2 separate regions of the Drosophila melanogaster genome follow, and region 2 is linked to region 1. A link is a contact called in public HiChIP or PLAC-seq data. All regions are on one chromosome and are shown on one strand. Each heading gives the region's core, a stretch centred on a gene start, on an enhancer-like site or on the middle of the called end of the contact. The rest is flanking DNA. Distances are from core to core; before and after follow the strand shown. Region 1 holds the start of spn-B (spindle B). Region 2 holds the start of cv-c (crossveinless c).

Evidence for each region. HiChIP or PLAC-seq counts read pairs in DNA pulled down with a chosen protein or histone mark.
Region 2: a Psq HiChIP or PLAC-seq map of the Kc167 cell line shows a contact between it and region 1, with 2.7 times the contacts expected there. The contact joins the promoter of cv-c here to the promoter of spn-B in region 1. A contact is called at or near these places in 10 of 107 Hi-C or Micro-C datasets (the Kc167 cell line, the S2 cell line, cellular blastoderm embryo and 4 more) and 2 of 6 datasets of contacts at active chromatin or transcription factors (the Kc167 cell line and the S2 cell line).

The regions. Positions count from the first base shown.
Region 1 is chr3R:14,324,983-14,331,509 of dm6, reverse strand. It overlaps spn-B (spindle B), which reads right to left and starts at 3,459. Exons shown (of 4, transcript NM_057392.5): 1 at 3,245-3,459; 2 at 3,023-3,184; 3 at 2,618-2,961; 4 at 1,902-2,564. The coding sequence starts at 3,299. The coding sequence ends at 2,100. It overlaps ATPsynE (ATP synthase, subunit E), which reads right to left and starts at 4,563. Exons shown (of 2, transcript NM_001202292.1): 1 at 4,383-4,563; 2 at 3,775-4,257. The coding sequence starts at 4,219. The coding sequence ends at 3,974. It overlaps Afti (Aftiphilin), which reads left to right and starts at 4,821. Exons shown (of 4, transcript NM_001260173.2): 1 at 4,821-5,373; 2 at 5,432-6,527. The coding sequence starts at 5,229. NK7.1 (NK7.1,) reads left to right here. Exons shown (of 4, transcript NM_142100.3): 4 at 429-1,370. The coding sequence ends at 1,286.
Region 2 is chr3R:14,478,217-14,484,990 of dm6, reverse strand. cv-c (crossveinless c) reads left to right here and starts at 3,278. Exons shown (of 16, transcript NM_001104318.2): 1 at 3,278-3,411; 2 at 4,079-4,349.

The sequences.
Region 1 (6,527 bases), core at 2,210-4,709:
CGACTGACTGACGGGGCGGAAGTATATTCAAATAATTTCGAACGTTAGGATACACAGCTCTCGAGTTATTTGTTATGCGCCCACTAATAAGGCCAAATGGGGCATAAACATTCGTAATTATGCGGCTGTGAACTGGCTTTGGCTCAGCCATTTTGGGGTCACATTTTCGAGCGGCATTTCATGTATTAACCTGGAAACAACCGTTGGCAATATTAATCTCGGCTTTAATACTTACATATTTATTGCTGATTTAAAAAAAAATATTGTAATTCGTATCTCCGCAGCAACGAATTTCATTTCAGGAAAAATTTGCTAGAATATATACGTTACAACTTCGCGAATTCTTCAGGCACAAGGTGCTGCCTTTCCAAAAGAATGCATTCCTATACCCCTTAACTAACCCAATCCATGTTCTACTGTTTTTGCAGGTAAAGATCTGGTTCCAAAACCGGCGCACCAAGTGGAAGAAACAGGACAATGTCACAAATAACGAGGCGGCGGAGCACAAATCCTCGAATGCGAAGCCAGGAGCAACAGGCACCGCAACAACAACGCCAAGTGGAGAGCCGACCGACAAGAGATCCAGCAATGCGACTTCACCCACTGTTGGCAATGCCGCCACCATTGCGGAGATCAAGAAATCTCCAAAGTCTCCAAATCGCGGCAGTAACAATAACAACAACAATACGTTAAACAACAATGTTAATAACAGCGAGGGAAAAGTGCCCGCCAAACAGAGTACCACCAAGATTAAAAAGCAGTTAAATGCGCTGCTGGAAAAGACAGTTAAAACGGCTAATCAAGCACATCGAAGTGCAGAATTGGAGAGCAGCGATCAAAAGCCCGCAGTCGAAAAAAGGCCAAATAATAGTAATGAAAATCAATTGCTACACCAGCGTTTGCATCAGCATGCCATACCTTTAACTGTAGAACCAGCCGCTCCACTCGAACAAACCGAGAAATTGGACATAAAACGAGAGGAGTCTCCGCAGCACAGGGAACTGCAGTTAAGTCTCCAAAGGGCGGCAATTCAAAATGGCCAGCTAACGGAAATGGATTTTGAAAGCAAATTGGCCGCGAGTAAAATTTCCATTGCCTTGGCCATGGCCAACAAACAAATGCAGCCGGAAAAGAGGGTCAAAACCGAAAGTTCCTCATCGGAGGGCGAAGGCGATGGAGACGGCGAGGAAGAGGAGGAGGAGGAGGAGGTGTCCTCCAGCGAGCATGGCGATTCCATAGAAGCTCACGATTCCCAGGATCAGGATGTCGCCATGCGGGAGATTTAAACAGAAGAAACCACAGTCAAATTAACTTGTGCCAAAAAGTCGAATATTGCTCATCCACAAAGAGGATAAACTATCCCAATAAACAAAAGAAAAACAAAAATAAAACTAAACAGAAAGAAAACCCCCATAGTTGTATTACTTAATTGTAATTTAATTGTCGCGTAATCCGTTCACCTTTAGGCTTGTATTTTATTTATTTAATATACTTAAACGCTAAGGCTAGGCTTTTGTAAATGTCGCATTTAAATGTCCGCGTAAACTATGGCAAATTGTAATCTGAACTTTTGAGAATTTCATGTGATAATGTATACGAGGCGATTACAAAATTGATTTTACTACTTGAACTATGAACTATACTATGTATGTAGGCCTGTAAGCTCTGCTACCCTGTAAATTGCAATTGAATGAAACATATTTATTGAGTGTTTGTACAAAAAAGGAATTAAGGCAACAAATAAGATGATTATGCCCGGAAAATGGCTTAAACTCGGGTTAAATTTATCGGAACTTTACATTTATTTAAAAAAAAAATTGAAACAAGATTGCGTTATCGTGTTAATCAGGTCATCAGAAAACCTTTTGTTCCTGAAAAGAAATAAGAAAAGCATGTTTTCTAAATTTGTTTTTATATATTTTAATGATACCTAAACCTGATTGGCAACTAAGTAAATTTAAATTATTAAACCCTAAAATATTCCGCTGAATTTAACAGGAGTATAAGACAATCGTATGGCTAATTGAACGCTCCGCCGTTACACATTTTAAATTCAACAAATTAAACGATAACAAAATAAACAGAATAAATTCAATCAATCACAGTCGACGCATTTTGGCGGGTGGGCTGGGAACAGATGGCTCTGGAACATTGACCACACCTTCTGCGGTGATAAGAAACTCGGCGAAATCATTGGGAGTCTCTGGTGAGTAAAGTATTTCCAGTTTGCGCACCGTTATCAGTTGATCACCCATGCGATGCTGCTTGGGCACCCGGGAAACACGCAGTCTAGTGCGTCCTAGGTGCGCCCACTGCAATCCCAAGCAGGGAATCTCATCCTGACCGTCCCTGGTGGCCACCTGATTCACACAGACCACGGCACAGTTGTACTTATCCGCGTAGCTGAGCAGAGCGTCTGCCAGTCGACGCATATGTCTCGCTCGTTCCAGATAATCATTATACAGCCGGAATATGGCGGCCACAGAATCAATAATGATCAGGCCAATGCCATGTTGTTGCATCAGTCGCGGAATGCGGTTTATAACGCACGCCAGGAGAGGTTCCTTTGGATTAATATTAAATAAGCATATGGCTACAAATTGGTTTGTCGACTCACTGCCTCAATGTGATTTTCCACAAAGATGTTTCCCAGAAAATTCAGCTCCATTTCGGGATGCCTCTTCTCGCAGGCTTTGCTCATCTGCAGCAATCTTCTCGCCGGAAAGGAACTCTCCGTGCATATGTAGGCCACGCCTTTGCCCAAGCCACCCAACTCACGGGGTAGCTGGACACAAAGGGATAGCTGAAGAAGCAACTGGGTCTTGCCCACGCCGGCTGCTCCACATAGCTCTGTAATTCCACGAGTGACCACTCCCCCGCCCGTGCAGCGATCTAAAGCGGAACATCCAAACGACACCCGCGACCATCTAACATTGACAAGCGGCTTGAAGAGGGAATCCGCTGTAATAAATAGTGGCAAACTAAACACAAGAGGCTACTTATACATTAGTCTGAGAATCACCTGACTGGGGCATCTCTGCCAGCCACTTGGCTGCCGCATCCTTGAGCACCCTAACATCATCCGGAGTGCATTTTCGCACGATTGTGTGCAGCGATTGCTGGCGGGTGTCCAGGAATCGCACCTTGGGAGTTGTCAGCACCTCCTCCGGTGCGAGAACATTAACTGGAGTACAGGAATTTAGTTGGCTCTTGAATAAAGTTGTTGGAACCCCAAAACTCTTACCCTGCTCGGCGATTTCTCTGATATGCTTGGGCAATTGATCCAGAAAGTTTGTCATCGCGATGCGATGGCATGTCCTCGATGGGATTGCGTGATATAATGGCTCCCCGAAACACGAAAGGTGTCTCAACACCTCCGGAATTGGAAGTATTCCGGGGGATTATTGATCAAACAGCCGAGCCATGCGACGACTTGCGAGCGAATTGAAAGTGTAAATAAACGCCGGTTGAAATCAGCTGTTGGCGCCAATATCTTAAGTGGGCCAATCAGCTGGCAACTACAGTGGGCATCCAATAAGGTAAACTATCAGTTGTTGTTTATCAAAAAAGATTTAAAACAAAATTTAGGAAAATTATTGATAATCAATTTGCAAAAATATTTATATGTACTTCCTAGTCAAATTTGGAGCTCAAACCCTCTCAAATTCTCTCAATCCTCTCCTATCCAAACACTATGCTAATATAAATATATTTCCAGTGAACACCACTTAATCACAAACACGAAACACTTGAGAGTATTTACATAATGGTTTTGTTTCAATCATTTAATTTCGAACATTCTGTTTTTTGCACAAGCATCAGAGGAAAACACAAAAACGATAGTCAGTGATCGATAGATGGTGGCTCCACTATCGATGATGCTCCTCCTTTTGGGCGAACTTCGTGTGTAAATGTTGTGGTTTTTCAATGTTTTTAAGCTAAGGGAACTGCGGATGTTGCATCCTGAAGGATCCTAGTGCTTGGGAGTGGGCTTCGAAAGCTCAGCCAAGGCACGGGCCTCAGCCTCTGCGCTGCGCTTCTTCTCCTCGGCGAGCTTGGCATCACGGACGGCCTTCTGCTGTGCCTCGATCTCGCGCAACTTCTCCTCCTTCTTGGACAGGCGGCTCTGGTGGGCGGCGCCGTAGGCAATGCCCACCAGGAGCAGGGACCATCTGCCGAACTTGATCAGCGGGGAAACGCGAACGGGAGCCTGCGACATGGTTTCTTCTTCAAGTTATGTAATTGTCCGACCGTGAACTGCAAGAAAAGGATGTACTTTAGTTATCCGACTTCCTTAATAGCGTTCCCCGTCTCGCTCCACTTTACAGATTCCTGGTTTTCCTAGTTTTATGCAATATTTGATGTTAAATAAGCAAAATTACCAAATTGGTGGAGCGATTGCAACGGCAGCGCAGTATAACCTTAAAACAGCTGTCAAAACTGACAGGCGGCTATCGATAGTTGTATTGGTACGGTGGCGGCGTTGCCAGCAAGCTTAAAAAAGTATGCAGAAATTGTGGAAAATATCATAACAATTTAAAAGAAGCCTTTATGACGACTATTTGTTGTTTAGTGTCCCAACAAAATTTGACGTATTACATACTGCAGCCTAGACTTTCATGTATATTTTACTCTTGTTACTAATAATTTTCAAATACAATTTTAACGGTAAAAGAATTGGAAAGAATAAAAATCTATTATAGAAATATAACTAATATAACTATTCTATCTGAACTATGGATAATGATTTAAATCGAAAATGGGAATTGAAAAAGATAAGATTCAAATTTTGTATGTTATCAATGTTGCGCAACGTTTTTCAGCACTGTCGGTTGGCCAAAAGTTAAACGTTCACACTGTGGGCAGAGGAAAAAGTATTGTTTTCTGGAAAACATGGCTAATTGCAGATAAAACGCGACTTGCAAATTCGGCAAATCTGTTTTTAGAGCCACCAATAAGGCGACAATTAGACATAATACAGAGACACAACAAAATTGACGCGTGTTAAATGCAAACAAGAAAATTCCAACACAGACCTTGAGTGGCTAACACACACACACACACTTGCAGGCCCTCCACACCTGCGTCACACATACACACCACACACACAGTGATAAAGTGGAGCGAGAGAGATAGAAGATCGAACCGTTCCCAGCGTTTTTGTTGTTCTTCTTGAAGCAGGAAGTGAATTTTAGGGGATCCTTTTACTGAATTTTGCAGCTGGCATTATGGTGAATGTACCACCGCTGCTCTGCAGCACCCCCCCGCCCATCGATTTTGGTGAGGAAGACGACGATTCCGGTTTACAATCCACCATCCATTTGGACGAGGGTGACGAATACTCAGATTTTGGCTTAGTCAGCAGCTCGAAAGGCAAGCTTAGATATTTATCGAATCTCAAAGTGATACTCAGTTAATTCTCGCTTTTTAGAACCCCCTCCACCACCAGATCCCGTGGAGGAATTTCGAGAAAAGCCACCTGATTTGCTGGAAGACAAACAAACCGTCGAGGCATTTAATTACCAGGTGAAACAGAAGATGGATTACGATGTTTTCGAGGAAACAGCACCGCCGACGCCGCCTCCGTTGAGCTTGGAACTGGATGATGAGGAACTGGAGGAGCATGTGCCCTCCCTTAAGTTGGACAGTCTAAGTCTCTATTCCACGGAAAGCGTTTCTGCCGCCTCCACACTCTCACCGGTTGCGGAGACTAGTGCAGTTGCTCCGCCGGCTATGCAAACAACCAAAGCCCATATCCTCAGCCACCAAGTCACGCTGGAGGATGTGTCCGATGACAGCGACGAGGAGTGCTCGCCAAAGAAGCCCAAAGAACTATTTATACGCGAGGGAGCTGTGGATTTCTTTGCCATAGAGGTATTGGCCACTCCAACCCTACCATATGGAGAAGGCTTTTCGGAGGAGAATGTGGATACAGGGAAAGGAGAATACGTAGAGAATACCTCCCAGCCAGAAGAAAGCTTTAGAAGTTTGGAAGCCCAGGAGGAAAGTTCAAATACCTTAGAAAAGCCTATGGAAAATCAAAGCCGTGGCTTATCAAATCCTCCAAATCAGGAGGAATCCCCTCACCAATGGGGTGAACCAGCAAATAGTGATACATATTCATTTACAAATCTTGATGCGACGCCAAAAGACTTAGTACACAAAGAAATTGTTCCCGAAATGCAAGAGCAAGAAGATGATGATGACTTCGGTGACTTTGCGGATTTCTCAGCAGCAGAACCCCAACTAGAAATCACGGAGAATTCAACGTCTGCCTTTGAGACACCTTCCTTAGCAATCAATTCCCGAACGGAATCTCAACCTCTAGAGGTTAAGACGGCTCCTAGCACAGAAGAATCCTCTAAGTTACCTCCTGCAGAGACCGATGATGGCTTCGATGATTTTCAGGAGTTTGCCACTCCTGCGAATGGAAACCACGGTCAAAGCGAAGACGACGATGATTTTGGCGACTTCGCCGCGCCCGTAGTGACTCCTGTTTCTGTACCTCCGCCACCGCCGCCAGCTGC
Region 2 (6,774 bases), core at 2,029-4,528, 150 kb before region 1:
CAAATCTTATGTACAATATTTATTTTTTACTGGTGTATAGCACTGTATTTTGGGGTAGATATGATCCATATTTGCACAGCGCCTGCCTGAGTCACTCGTTAAGTCGACTCAGCGCGATGTGTCAGTTTATAGGCTGGCTGGCCTGCCGTCTGGCATTTGTAATTGAAGGACCCAAATGACTTATCTCAGACACCCGGCTCTGGGGTCCCCGCTTCCCGGTCAAAACAAACAGCACTTAAAATGTGTTTTCTTGTTTGCCCGCCATGTAACAAGTGGCTGGCAGGCGGAAGTGAACTAGCCAAGGATTCCAAAGGTAAAAGGCAAACACGCGCAGAGACGTGACTACCTGTGGATGGTGAATAGAGCCATAAATACGATCGTTTGTCATAGAACAAGGGTCCTATTCTGCGACTCCCTGGACTTCATGGACACTCCAGGTATCCGCCCATTAATCATGCAATTGTGGCTGCAACCGGCAGCAGATTTCGCGGCAAGGCTCATCAATAAATAATTTGCGGCCAATAGAAATGCAGTGCGTGGGGTGGCGCTTAGATTAATGAAGGCGTCGCGATTAGAATCAATTTGAATTAATGAACATTTATAGCGGCTTTTGGAGCTTGTTTGCATACAAACACGCGCAGCGGGTTGTTTCGGCCTGGCGAAAACAAAACAAATAAAAAAAAAAACGAACAATAAAAACAAAAGACTTAGGCAACGAACTTTGGGCGGCAACGGGTAGTGTTGAGATTTTGGCCAAAATGTTGGACCGCCCGGCTGGTCGACTTGCTTATTAATTTCACATGCCTTGGCCATAATGAAAGGCGATTTTATATGGCCCGGCCGCCTGCCGTCGTTTATAATCAAGTTAAATGCGCGCTCGTCCATAAAAACTCGACTTATCAGCCAAACGGCAAGGCCAACAAATGGCGCAAATGCATTTAGGGGTGTGCGGCAAAATAGGGGGGGGGGGTATTCCGCCCTATCTTCTGCCTATGCCACAAAATCTGCATATTGCACCGTTTGGAGACAGTGCGACCATTAACAGAATGATGTCGCTGAGTGAGTGCAAGAGCGAAGCGAGCATTGCCTTTTTTATGGCACTTTTCACTCGCTTCGGTTTCGGTTTGGTTTTAACTCGGTGCGGCGCATTGCATTATGGAAAATCCCATACAACTTTATTGGCCAGCTTCCCGCTGTGTGCAAATATATAACTCTGTTTATCGCATTTCATACGGCATTATTTATGCCAAAGTGAAAAGTACACGTACAGCGAGAAAATATAACAGGAAAACAACTGCTTTGTAAGTATACAAATTCAAAAGATTGCTTTAAAATTTATGTTTTTATATGATTATTAATAGCATAATAATGTTGAAGAAAAATATAATAATTGACTTCATATTCTAATTAGAGAAAGTGCTGGACTAGGTGCATTTTTTGCAGTGCACTGTCTAAGACAAATTTCACCCGATGCCATTGGCATTGAAAACTATTCAAAATATTTCCGAAAATATCTGCGTGGCATCTTTTTGTTTCTCAATATTTTTGCTTTTGATGTGTTTACCTTTCGTTGGAAATCAAGGGGGCCAGACGCTATCGATCAAGCATGCAGCACATCACACGGCATGGAGTTTCTGAATTGGAATCTGGAGTTCATGAAGGGACTGGGATTCATTCGGAGATTGGGGAGCTCCTCACACGCTCGCTTAGATTTCAACACAATGGGCAGTTTCGATTTCAAAGCCGGCAAGAGAACCCGAGCACGTAGATCGGGTCGGGAATGGTTATGGGTAAATGGGTATATCTCTCTGCGACGTTGATGCGCACCTTCGATAAGGATGAGACCGACCGGCGAACACACCTCAAAACGTTATGAAATGCGGAGGGAACGAGAAGAGAAAACGCAAGAGAAAAGCCAATAGAATGGAAAAATAAGGAGATGGCACAAAAACAGGAAAGAGTTGACACGGCTAATCCTGACGAATTGTTGTTAGCTGTCTTGGTTCATTCAACAATTTGGTCGGAACAAGAGTTCGTTCTCCTCCATAAGAATGATTTATAATTTCACGTGCTTTATTCTTGGACCTTACAAACGTCTTCGGTTTTAATATTTATTAACTAAGCACCACCAATTAGCTGCAACTAATTAACTGCCAGTTAGAGGTGTTTATATGATTTTTTTCCTCTTATCTTATACTCCTACAAATTATTAATGGTATTCAAAAGGCTCATTATGCCATTAACTTTATGGTTTTCAAACTGTGGTCATATCTGTATTTTTAACTAAATTACAGACTTGAAGGATTTTAAATTAAAAGTTTAGCTATCTAATTAGATAATTATTCATTTACACAAATCGTAGAACTCTGCTAACCGGTTATTGAGTATTTTATTGCACTTGAAACGTAAGTTGCTTTAAATCATGATTATATTATGATTAGTAATATATAATTTGTTCTTCTGACTAGGAACATTAGTTTTGTTTTAGTAGGTTACAAAAGTAAAGTGATTAAATAGTCCACAGCTCACTTGTGAGTTTTTCATTATCATTATATACAGTTAGTTTGTCTCGCTTTCGTTTTGGTTCACACAATTTTATGGGTGAAAAAGTGTTAAGCCAATGCAGGCGCTAATCAAATTGAGACAACGAAAGTGTTAAGTCGACTTCCAGGAATCGGGCTATTAAATGAGCGTTGGGCCATAAATCTGCAGATAAGACAATGCCCCACTGATAAGAACTAAGGGAGATGCCAGTCGATAAAGCCTGAAAGAGGCTGCACAAAGATGAGGCCCGGGTCATAAAATCAGAAACCCAAACACACTAAATAAGCCATAGAGAAGACTAACATGGGATTTTATCACCGCTTGTTAGTGTAAATTTACAAACACATTCGAATGGGTGTGTAAGAGCTACAAATACATCCATATGCTTGGAGTTTTTCCAACTGTTTTTACTTTCAATAAACAATTCTAGGGGATTTCCTCTCGAACTGCAACATGCTTGAGGTCGTTTGAGATCGCTCCGATCGGCTCGAATTGAGCTGTTGGCGCAGTTTGAGCGCAACATGTTGCTCTCTTCATAATTCTTGCTGTTAGCTCGCTCTGTTAACCGGTAATCGCGGGTCTCGCGCATGTTAACTCCATGTGAACAGCAAGCGAACGTTTTGAGTTCCCATAGAAATAGCGTCTGTTAACCGCTAAAACGCTGTATCTTAACATTTCCATTGAAAACAAAGCGGGTAAGCAGGGTGATCCAACCACGAGTTTGTTGGATACAACAGTTGGGTTTCCACCTCGACCGGGAAAAGTCGGGCAAATTTAAAGCGCTCCTCTGTTATTCAAATTTTTTAAAAACATACTGAATCCAAAAAACCGTTGTTTATTGGCAGTTCTCAGGTTTTTACGAAAAAGGTGAACATTGAATTTAGGATCCGAAAAAACGTGCGGGTCAAGAGATGTAAATATATTGCAAAATACTGCATCAAGTGTTAATAATCATTTTCAGAAACATAAGCTAAAAAACTGTGAGTGCGTGACATCGTGTGTTTTGGATACGTTTTATGAATGAGCGCGGGTGTGAACGAATTTTTCGGAGTCAACAACAAATAACGAACGCGATAAACAGAGGCACACTCACACAACCGCGATTAAAAAGGCACTCTCCATTAAACAATAAAGAAATCTCTTGTTTTTCGAAAAGCAAATAGAAAATACGAAAATGTAGCGCGGAAATTGCAGTGCCAAAGAAAACAAACGCATCGTTTGTTGGGCTTGAATTTCGCACGGTTTTAACACTTCCCATAATAAAAAATAAACATCTTTCGAAACCAGAAAAGTAAAAATAAAAACTGCGTGCAGAAAAATATATAAAATTAAATAGTGCATAAAAATCGGTTTTCTTTGCGGTTCGGTTCCGTTTTTGTTTATTTGTAGTGTGCGTGTGTTTCTGTTTCCCCCTTTCTATCTCTATCCCTGTCTCTTTCTCTGCCTCACCGCCCGTCTCTTTCTCTCTTTCGAGTAAGAGAACGCGTGCTTTTGTTTTCGATTACGTTTACTACATTTTTTGTACGCCCCATAGAAAAAAACATGACGAAATGTTGTTGTTGAAAACGAGAAATAAATACAAGTGATTCAGAAAAATAAAAAAATAAACGAAACAACGAAAATAAAAGAGAAATTACACATCTGATTTATACGAAAAGAAAAGTTCTGTGAAGCAATATACGAAAGTAAAATTCTATTTGGTGTTTATAGAATCTCCGATGGTGTTGTGAAATCAAAGAAATAAAGAAAACCCAAAGCTACAGATACTCTCTTCGCGAGCAGCAACCGCAAACGCATCTAAAAAGGTAAATAGAGCTTCGGGACCCCATGTCGCTTATCTTCGGGGTAGGATAAACAATCCATCCAGCTTATCTGCAGGTCCATAAAGATCTGCAGATCTCGAGAAATCCAGACGTCGCTTGTTTATGGGTGGCTTCGGGGCTTCCTAGAACGAAACGTCAGAGTTTTAGATACATCTTGTGATTGTCGCCGGGTTTGCCACTTACTTTCACTCCCCAAAATTTACCTGAGTTTCTCGGTTTTCTAGTCTTTGACTTTGTGGTACAACTTTATCTTGTCAGCTGCGAACTGAAAAAGATAGTGATAACCTAAATAGTATATGTTTACAGTTAGTTAGTCGCTGGCATAATCTACGCGACGCGTTCGAGTTATCTGCGATCGTTTTTATTGGCCTTATACGAGTTCTGATCGGCTTTCTTTACCATTTCCGCTGCTGTTTGAATTGTCAGCGCTTTATTTTGATTCATAAATCATAATCGCTATGTATTGTAGTTTGTTTACACTCTGGTCGAGTGCTGCTTTTTCCCTCCAGCGTTTGTTTTTAATTCATGGGAATAATCACCGAAAAGTGCACAAACAATCCGAATCCGATTTGCATACTTATTGAGAACTCAGCCAAATGGCAGGCGTAGCATTTCCGGTTCTAAAATGCGTCATCGGAGTATGTCGATCGTTTTAACCCCCGAGAAACTGAAACTGGCGACCCGTTTTGTCTACCATAACAACAACTCTTGATACGGCCCGCCCTTTATTATTTTACAGCATAGCCACCTTATATATAGAAACTCGTTTTTCGTTGTTTCTGCCTTTGTTGTTTATACTCCACATACGTACCGATAAGTATGTAAATAAGTTCACAGCGAAACACTTGTGCTGGGTGCTTGATAAAATAGCAAATTTCAGGTAAATAAAACTGAAACAATATTTCGACTGGCCTGGCGTTCTTCATCTTCTGGTTGGGAAAGACCCAAAAAAATTGATAATTCAATGTTTATAAGTTACATGCAGTTAGGATTTTTAATATTATTTCATTTATTTAGATATGAAATTCAAAACATAAACAAAATAAACAAGACATCTCCCATCCTAAAACATCTTCCGTAAAAAACTCGCTTCTGATTTTTAATTAAACAAAACCATGTTACACCCAATCCAGCAGCTTAGAAGCAAATCTCTGCCCAGATTTTCCCTGATTTAGTAAAATCGCTTTCCCCTTGTTCGGCAGCTCGCAAACATTTATCAGGCGGGGCAGGTTCATCAATTTCGTGTGTGATAAATGTCGTACAAGAATTTACACAAATATGTATGCATGTCTCTATGTCTCTGCTCCAGCTGCCGGGTACAAGCTGAGTTGACAAAATGATTTGTTTGGGCGCCCCATGTTTTGTCTTATTGTCGCCAACCCCTCACCAGAGCATCTTCATGATCACCGATCGCTGAGCGCCACCCTGAACTTAAGGCCAGAATCTCGAATCTCGATGCAGATCTCATCTACGGACTGGAGTAACGAAACAGCCACTAATTCCAAACAATGTAAGGCATTATTTATTTTTAACTGAGGTCATCAGCGTAGACATCGTCTATTACAAAAAACGCCCGCCTCTCTCTAGAATTTTTCATCTCATCGTGCTGGGAGCTCCGGTTCTCCGGTTCTACGATTCCCCAGTTCTCAGTGCTCCATTCTCTGTTCTCAGTTTTCCGATCGCTACACAGAAACACAATATGATCGGTTTTAAATCTGATATTATGATTAAATTCAAGCATAAGGAGGAAAATTTTGAAATCTTATAAGATCTATCTGCTCTTTTAAGTAAAAATTTCTTAATTACATAAAGACATGAATAATATTTTACTGAGCACTTCTTTTTTGTGTTATTATTATTATTGTATTAAAACATCGATTTTTTATGTGTACGGTTTTGAGTTCTATAGTGTTGTTCTTATTTCAAACTTAATGTGCTCGGTGCTGTTTTTTGTTCAGCTGTTGAACTCGAACTCTCACCAAATTATGCCACACACACAAACACCCAAACTGATAGTGTGAGAAAGAGAGGGGTAGCATGGCGGGGGAAAGAGAAGCCGAGCAGTTTTAGTTGGGTTTACAAAGATCCAAGACCAAAGAGCCAAGACCCAATGCCAGCGGGGCCAGCAAACATTATTTGAAATATTTATGCTTGACTTTTGCGCCTCAATGACTTTTGAATTGCCTTGCCTTTGGCTGCCAGTTTCCACACACACAGCACACACTCACACAACCGCACTACCACACGTGTGCATAAATGTATCTGGATTTTATGTCGGTTCTTAAAGATACGCGCCGATCTTTGTGTATATTTTTACATGCCGGCGCGCACATATGTTGCATCAATGGATGTTTGGGATCTAAGATTCCTAGCCCCACCGGAGAAAACTACACAAACATTAAAGACA